Linked DNA regions of Mus musculus: region 2 is linked to region 1. Evidence: chromatin contacts called from public promoter capture Hi-C data. All regions are on one chromosome and are shown on one strand. The core of a region is the stretch at or near the end of the contact, and the rest is flanking DNA. Distances in the headings are between cores, read along the strand shown.

What was found. Capture Hi-C pulls out chosen DNA fragments and counts their contacts.
Region 2: a contact with region 1 is called in a promoter capture Hi-C map of adipose tissue. The contact joins the promoter of Clstn3 here to the promoter of C1s2 in region 1. A contact is called at or near these places in 2 of 39 promoter capture datasets (the 3T3-L1 cell line and the HPC-7 cell line), 1 of 484 Hi-C or Micro-C datasets (nephron progenitors) and 1 of 9 other capture datasets (adipose tissue).

What each region holds. Positions count from the first base shown.
Region 1 is chr6:124,633,843-124,638,431 of GRCm38.p6, forward strand. C1s2 (complement component 1, s subcomponent 2) reads right to left here and starts at 2,243. Exons shown (of 11, transcript NM_173864.2): 1 at 2,185-2,243; 2 at 1,640-1,847; 3 at 1,173-1,350. The coding sequence starts at 2,207.
Region 2 is chr6:124,462,163-124,466,751 of GRCm38.p6, forward strand. It overlaps Clstn3 (calsyntenin 3), which reads right to left and starts at 2,622. Exons shown (of 18, transcript NM_153508.4): 1 at 2,259-2,622; 2 at 1-70. The coding sequence starts at 2,322.

The DNA of each region.
Region 1 (4,589 bases), core at 993-3,492:
TTATAGGATGTTGGTCTTTCTGTAAAACTGATGACATTTGGACTTACGAGCAGGCCTATCTTCATTTTAACCTGGAGATGGATGTAGAAGGACCTAGTACCACATAGTCCTGCTTATACATTCCTTGGTAAAGTATTAATGTTCTCAGTTTTCAGTTTTTCCCTAGTCTTGAGGTTTCTGAGAGCCTTTCAGACACAAAGGAAGCATTCATTCACTAAGCTGGAGTGATTATCTTTTAATATAGAGTCTTCTGTAACCCAGGCTGCCCTTGAATTCCTGATTCTCCTGCCTCTGCTTAGGATTGGAATTACAGGTGTGTGCACTGTGCCAGAATTCCCAGCCCTCCTTTTAATTTTTTTTTGAGACCAGATCTCTATCTATATAACCCTGGATGTCGTAGAACTTGCTCTATAGACCAGGCTAGCCTCAAATTCACAGAGATATGCCTGCCTCTGCTTCCTGAGTGATGGGATTAAATTAGCATTTCTTATTACTATCCATGCACGTTTATGTGCATGATGGAGGCATGCCAGGGCAGACATATGAAGGTCAGAGGACAAGCGTATAGTGTTCGTTATTCCTTCTACCTTCTCATGGACCCTGAACTCTAATGGGCGGTTGTATAGCAACCATTTCACTGACTGAACTGTCTCAACAGCCCTCTCTTTACTTCTGATAGGAAGACAGGTTCTTACTAAGTTGCCCCTGTTGACCTAGAGTTGACAGTTCTTCTGCTTCAGCCTTCAGAGTGTATGGGATTACAGTCCTGCACCACTGAGACCAGATCCGTATCTTTATAGGAAGACCATGCTGCCCACACTGCAGAATTGAGGTGAAGGTTGCATTCATGTAAGCAAGCCACCTGATAGAGGACCATTTCTCAGTGGTTCTCAGTCTCATTATCTGCTTTACCACCACTAACATGCGATAAAGTCACACAAAGGCAAGGCAATTCCTAAGCAGACCCAGGGCAAGTCAACATTCGTTAAAGATGTAAGCAGCCCGGGGGCAGTGGCACAAAGCTGGAGTCTTGGAGTGTCCAGCCATGGCTGCATATCGAGACTATGACTCAAAGCGAGACAACAGAATTCTCATCTCATGCACTGAGTGGTCATTTACCTGTTCCCATCTTTTAGTTGGATCCAGATGTCACATACAGAGGGATGCCTTACCTATGGCAGTGTAGTATGCTGCAAAGCCGGTAAACTGTTCTTCGATGGAGAAGTCTGAGGTAAAGACCACCTGAAGTTTATTGTATGGGAACTGAAACTCTTCTATAATGGGGGAGTTGGGGCTCTTGCTGGTCCTCTGACCACAGAGTCTCCCTTCCTCGATGCCTCCTGAGATTATCTAAGAGAAGACGGAAGTGTAAAACTGAGAATGGGCAAAGAGAGCAGAACCTTTACTCCCGACCTCCAGCTCTGTCTGTCTGTCCGGTCTGTCTCCCTCACCCCCACCTCATGTTCCCCCAGTGCTAGGGACCAAACTCAGGGACATGTCCTTGCATGGCAAGTACCCTGCCATTGAGCCATGCCCCTACCCCATAGGACGGCTTGACAACACACAGCCCCCTAAATCCTCTCATTCCTCCATCCCTCCCCGCTCCTCCCATCCCTCTCCCTCCTGTGCTGTAATATACCTGCACTGAGTCGTATGCACAGCTCTCTGACGGCTCTATGTCCACATGGGTAAAGTAAAGGTGAATCCCAAACCCCTCTGGGACTTCAATGTCCCAAGATTTCACGACGTCATTGGGGTACGCCTGGGGATAGTTAGGGGACAGGATCTCCCCATGCATGGTGGGCTCAGCAGAAAATGATGCCAAAAGAGAAAACAGGACCAAATACCTGGAAGAGGGGAAAAAAAGTCACACAGAGGTGGGAAGCCGGGAACCGATGGCTTCATGCAGAACTCTGACCGTTAGGCAGCCAACATGACATGGAATAAACAAATATATACAGAATAAATAAATAAATAATTAAAAGTCAAGGTTCAGATCTGAGCTCTCTCTGGAGAAATGGGAAATCACATACAACAGGCCTGTGTCTAAGTCCAGCACTCTGGGGACAGAGGAAGGGTGATGTCATGCCAGCTTGGGCTGCATAGTGACACCCTGTGTCAAAACTGTGAAAGAGAGAAGGAAGGTGGAGATGGATTCATTTCTGTAGATACCTGATCACTTACCACATCCCTGGCGATTTGCCCATGGCTCTCTGGCTCTCTGATTTTGGAAGTAAAGGGCAGTCAGCAGTCCTGGCTGTCTTTATCTGACAAGTACAGGTGCCTGCTTTGGTAGTGAGGGACCACCCAGGGCTCAGTGTCACCTTTGAAAGAATACCATAGAAATAGGTACCTGTCAGGAATGGTCATCACATGATACTATGACACCCTCCCCAGTGAGATTTAGACTAACTTCCCAGACCAGCCCTGAATTAACCCTGTCCCCCAACCATCTTCCAATATTCCTACAATTGAGTGAGGAGTTTCTCCCTGTCTTTTGTGTCCTCCTCCACCCACTCCTGGCCCCTTGCATCGGTCTCTGCATTTCCACACAGGCTGGAGCTTCCAGACCGATCCTCTCCCATTCAAGCCTGCCCCCTTTGACAAGCTATTACAGGTGTTGCTTCTGCTGGTGGCCCAATGGCCACTGAAGGAGGAAAGTGTTTCCTTCAGTAGGGACAGGAAGGGACCTTGGGAGACACTAATCAGAAAGAAAGTATGCCCCTTTGGTAAAAGGTTGCAGAGTGCTGGAAAAGAGAAAGCTAACTGAGAAAAGTCAGGACATTCAGATATGCCTTCCCTTACTTTTCTCAAGTTGGTTTGTTTTGTCCTTTGCTTAAAGAGCAAGGTATCTTCCCATAGTTCCCAGAAAAGTCTTTCACAAATTGCCTCTACCCTTGAAACACTGCTGTGTGAAAGGATGAGGCTTGTGGGGTGGGGCTATGGTCCTGCATATGAGAACCTGTGTGAGTTCCTTCCAACCCTCCATCTTTGCTCCAAACCTTACTCTACATGTCTTTTCCTGTTCCTTCATCAAAGCTTCTCTCTTTAAGTCTTGCTTTTTAAAGATTACCTACAGGAGCTGATGGGAACAAGTGGGCCAGCCTCCTCTCCTGCCTCTGGTCATGCAGTTAAGCCCCTGCAGCTCCAGAGGGAGTGGCCTTTGCAGGAAGCTCCTCCCCACCTCCCTGTTCTGTTTGCTCTAAAGATTCCCTAAGGGAGTGTGTTTTTGCATGTCCAAAATTCCCTGTTCCAAACAGAGGGGGCTGGGAGATCACAATCTAGTTAAGAGTAATCAGCCTTGATCTTAGAGCGCTCTCTGCGTTTAAAACAAGAACTGCACCAGCTTCGCTGGGCTGTGAGGTCCAGAGCAAAAGGGGGCAATGGGGGAATTTTGAGATTGCCTAATTCTCTCTTACAGCCAAAGGGTGTGTTTCAGAGCTTTTGAGGAAGTCAGGCGATTTATCTTCTTAAGGAGGGAAGGGTTAACTGGCGGGGGGAAACTAAACTCAGAAAGTCCAACCCTCTATCTGTGTGAGTCACGAATCAAAGGAAGAGAGTCATCAGAAGTAGAAGCCATTGTCTGGAGGCTCTAGGAGGCAAGATGGCTCAGCTTAGAAAGGTACCTACCTCCAGGCAGAAAGACATGAACTCTACATCCCCTGGGACCCACATCATAGGTGAACCAACAGTTCCTGCAAGCTGTCTTCTGAGACCATGTCAATGCAATTCTTTCTTTAATTAATACATAAATGCAACTCATCCTGCCCCGAGACAATTTACACCTAGACTGCGGGCGGCATGTGCTCTCAAGGTTTCTTCATCCCGAAAGTCCCATCTCAAGGCTGGGCAAGGTGGTTAATGCCTGTAAGTCCAGAAGAAGAATTTCTGAGAATCTGAGTCTAGCCTGGGCTACATAGAGAGTATCAGGCTGGCTAGTTCTGTATAGTACATTTGTTTCTTGTTTAATTTGATGCACAGCTATGACCTCAGTACTTAGGAAGTGAAGCCAGGAGCTATCAGAAAATCAGGGACAGTCTTTCTTTATATAGTCATTTGGAGGTCAACCTGGGCTACCTAAGATCCAAAAAGGCTTGCCTAATGTTGTTTCTCCAACTCTAATACACTTGCCCTCAAGCGTCATTCTAAGTCCATTTGGAAATTATTTATTAACAAAGACATGAAAAGATGGTTCTGAGGTGAAGAGCACTGCTGTTCTTCCAGAGGACCCAGGTTCAAGTCCCAGCACTGGCATGGTGGCTCACAACATTTTTTCTTTTCTTTTTTTAAAGATTTGTTTATTATTATTATTATATGTAAGTACACTGTAGCTGACTTCAGACACACCAGAAGAGGGCATCAGATCTCATTACGGATGGTTGTGAGCCACCACGTGGTTGCTGGGATTTGAACTCAGGACCTTTGGAAGAGCAGTCAGTGTACTTAACCACTGAGCCATCTCACTGGCTCACAACTTTCGATGTAATTCTGGTTCCAGGAACCTGACACCTTCTGGTCTCTATGGCCACCAGGCATTCATGTCGAACACATACATATATGCTGGCAAAATGCTCATACACATAAAATCA
Region 2 (4,589 bases), core at 1,372-3,871, 170 kb before region 1:
AGGACCGTGTTGTCATTCTCCATGACAATGCCCTGGTACTCTGCCTCGATCCATGGCTTGTGCTTGTTGGCTGGCCCCACCCCAGGAAGAAGAGAGAAAGTGAGCTGACCATCCACTCCCAGGATGCTGCCCTTGTTAACCCTGCACCCAATAGCGACCCCTTTTTCATGCCTTGCCACCTTGCCGGAGGGAGAAGGATGAGCTACAGAAGGAACCAGCAACTCTCGTAGGAGGTCACAGCCTTCTATAACTGGAGAGACAGTTTCATGGCAACTACCTTCCTGTGGGGAAGGGACTACTGTCTCTCCCTGAGAATCATGGTTAGGGGTAGAGAATCTCCTATAAGGTCTTTTTTTGCCGTAGCAAATGGTGATGGGAACCTCAGGAAACAATGGTGAGCCCTCGGAAGGTCTTGAGAAAGGACGGGAAGGATGAACTGAGAGTTAAGACTTGGGGCAAGAGTAGAGCCCAGTTTCCTGAAATCTCAGTCGTTTACCCCCTTTCTACCCCTTCTCCCACCTGCTGGATTTCAACCCTTCACCCTATACTTCTCCAGATCGGGCCCAGACTTCAGACCGCTCTCCCAGAAAAGGAGAAAGGAAAGAAGGCAATTATATAGGACAGCAGGAGGGGGCAGAGGGGAAGGGATAGAAGATAGAAATCAGCGCTGTGCCTGGACCCATCCTAAGGGATTATGGAGCTGGCCTAGAAACACAGCAAATCCCTCCCTTCCCATCCCCACACCCAAGAGAATACAATCATAACCGGTACATTCTAGGTCCTCTCGGGATCTCCACACCCCGTGCTCCCCCACAGACCTGTCTGAACCCTAATTTTGCCTATTCCACATCACACTGTCTCCTACCAGACTCCTCTCAAGGAGGGTCTCTTCCCCAGGATCAACTTCCTTCAAGCTCTCGAGATGTCATAGGGAAAACATACATCCCTAGAACCAACCTCCACCACTTGCTCCACCTAACTCCACTATGCCCCCCATCCATGTTCCCAAAGGCAGACATGGAGAGGGGAGGATAGATCATCAGAGAGAAACTGAGTCACCAGAGGGCTCTCACCCCAGTGTCTCATGATGAGCAAGAAATTTTGATTTCTGTCCATTCCCATAACCACAGCCCAACCAACATCCTGGTATCTGCAGGCCTCTCCATTTCGTGGGGATGACCACCGTAACCCTCTCCCTTAATGAAGGCCTCGAGATGGTGTATGGGAGGCCGAGCAGGAAGTGAGAAGAAGCCTGAGAGCCAGGAGGACCACCCTGAGGTAGGAGCTCCAGCCAGACATGGGAGACAGCAGACAGAAGAGCAGAGGGTACCAAGGGCCGAGCCAGGCACCCTACAACCCTGTCTTTATGCCCTTACCAAATGAGCCCTCCTTCCTACCCCTGTCTTATGTCTACCTGCTGCCCTATATCCGTTCTTCATCCCTTCTTTGCTTCCTGGCTCTTCCTTGATTTCCTCCTCCCCCACTTCTCTCCTTTCCTCCTTCTGCCTCTACCTTCCTCCTTTCTGATCCACTTCTTATTCCCACTCCTCACCTCCCCTTCCCTCCTCAGATTCCCTTCTCACCTCCTTCCTGGAGCACCCCTCCACACACACCCTTTTCTTCCCTTTTCAGACTTTCTCTGTCCCCTCTACCTACCTGAACCCTCGGCCCCTGGCCCCAACCTCCCCTTCCCTCTGACAGTCTCACCCAGTTGAATTTATCTGCTCTCTGCCAGAGAGGGCAGCTGTGGTAACCCACAACCCAGCGGATGCAGGCAGAAGGGTATGGATGCAGAGAGACACGAAAATACATACGTGCTCGGAATTACTGAGCTGCGGTACACAGTTTCTCCCCAGGAAGGGATGAAGACAGCCAGATGGATCTGCCACACACCCTTAGTATGCATGAACACCCAGTGAAACGGAACCTGAGGGAATGTCACCCTCGGGGAGCAAGTCCCTTTGAGACAGGAGGTATCTACCAGCATGGAAGGGTTGGGGGAGGGGGCAGAGAGACCCCAGGTGGGAACAGATATACAAGCAGGATGTTAGGCAAGCACATGTAGAGATGGACCAGCGAGGAGGAGCTGGCCCTTGGAAGTGAGAGCCAGTCTGAAAAAAGGATGGAAAGGGGGTGGTGAGAAAGGAAAGGACACCTGTCTCGGACACCAGAGAGCCTGAACATCCCCTTCCCTCCTTACCCCCATATTGCTCAGCCTGACGCCCCAGTTCAGAGGCTCCCATCCCCGTCTATCTCACCTTTGTTGCCAGAGCTGATTTGAAGCAGAGAGGCCAGCAAAAGGGACACCAGCAGGAGGGTCATGGTGCGGTGCTAAGCACGCCAGGCCAGGCGTTCCTATCCCCTGGGAGCCTCAAGCCTGCTAATGCCACCTTGGGGGAGAAATGCAGAGACTACGAGGGAAGGGCAGGGGGACAAGATCGGAAAGGAGCCTGCCGACCACTCTAGTCCATATAGCAGATGTGTTCAGACCCGCTGGGTGGCTGAGATGGGGGACTTGCAGTAGCTTCTCTCTTCAGTCTCCAGCCCAGCGTCCTCACTCTCGCTTGCTCTCTCTATCTCTCTCTCACTCCCACCCCATCCCCGCTACTGCAGGATGACGTCAGCACAGCCAGGCAAGGATTGATGGGGCCGCTGGCCAATTAGAAGACTGAGGGCACCAGGTGCTGCAAGGGGGGGTAGGGAACCAATGCGACTGGGGAGCAGGGGCGGGAGAATGTGTTAGGGCTTTTTCCCCTGGCTGCAGTTTGGGGGAGCAGAGGAACTGCGGGGGCTAGAGAGGAAGCAGGAAAGCCATGGAGTGGGTAGAAGATACGAAGGATATCAGAAGACCTAGCCGAAAGGCAGGAGGTAGGGTGAGACAGAGACGTCAAGAGCCTTGGGGGTGGCCAAGAGAGGCAGTATCCACGTCACCCACCCCCAATTCTGCATTAACCTCTTTCCACAGCCCATTCCATTAGCTAGTCCCTGCTGCGTGCTTTCTGGAAACCTGGAGGCAAAACCTCGAGTAGGAAATTCTAGCATTTCAGTTCCAACTCAGGGCCCTGTGGGCGACAGCGGAGGGCCAGAAAAACCTAACGGACAGATAGACAGACAAAAAAAAAAAAAAACAACAACAACAACAAAAAAAAAAACCTATGACAAGAGCCCTAGGTGAGGAAGAGGAAGGACTCCCGGCAGCCCTTTCCACACACGCTCCTGGAAGGGCAGTTCATCTGCATCTGAGATCGTCTTTTCTTACTGCTTACAGTCCCTGATTTCCCCACCTTAAACTGTGATCGAGCTGCCCCACATCATTGGTCAGTTTGGGAGGCAAGTGGGCAGCTGCAGACATGGTACACAATGATTTCAATATCCTCCAAGCCGTTAGGATGTGCCTTGGCTGAGGGCTGATGGTATCCAGGACTCGGAACTGAGAGGGAAACCCTGGGTCCCAAATCAAAGAGTATAAAATCTTCAGCCTTCCCTTGAACTCATCCCTCACTGATGGTCATTTCCTCTGCCTCCCCAAACATGCCCCAGAAGACCAAGAACACCCGTTTAAGAACCATATTCAGCCAATGGTAAGGGGGCAGGGGAAGAGCTGTGAAGGCCTAGAGTCCAGGCCTTTAGTACTGTGGCTCCTGTCTCCTGTGGCGGTCCTCACTCCCAACTCACACCTCTGAATGCCCCCTCCCTCCCCTTCCTCTCAGTCTAAGAATAAAGCCAGAACTCACAGCTGCTCCACACACTGCCTGCCACAGCAGCCTCCAGTGGAAGCCCGTCCCTCGGGGTTCCCAAACCTGACCGAAATGACTCGGAGGCCAAGACTGACACTCAGAAAGCTCAAGTTCTGAATGACAGACAGCTCTAAGGTCATTCCACAGAAAAAGCTGAAGCCAGGAATGACTTTGTTAAGTCTCAGTCGCTCCAGGGCTACACACAGCAGACCAGAGCCCATCACTGCAGCGGGGCAGAGTGGGGCTGCATCTCTTTATATATATATATATATATATATTCTAAATAATTTATTTTAAAAATGTATTCAAGGCCTTATAATCTTGGAATTTCTTGGGGTTTTAGGCTTTAGACTTTTTTTTTTCAATTTTTTTTATTAGGTATTTTCCTCATTTACATTTTCAATGCTATCCCAAAGGTCCCCCATACCCACTCCCCAATCCCCTACCCACCCACTCCCCCTTTTTGGCCCTGGCGTTCCCCTGTACTGGGGCATATAAAGTTTGCAAGTCCAATGGGCCTCTCTTTGCAGTGATGGCCGACTAGGCCATCTTTTGATACATATGCAGCTAAAGACAAGAGCTCCTGGGTACTGGTTAGTTCATATTGTTGTTCCACCTATAGGGTTGCAGTTCCCTTTAGCTCCTTGGGTAATTTCTCTAGCTCCTCCATTAGGGGCCGTGTGACCCATGAAGCTGCATCTCTTACTGCAGCAAGGAACCAGCCCTACTAAAGCCCTGGTTAGCTGGGTCTTCCCACACTGTGTGTGGGGACTGACTTGAAGTCTGTGAGCCTCCTTTTCCAGACAGCCCCCTTGACTCCCCAGTCTACTCCTGTCTACACTGGGAACAATG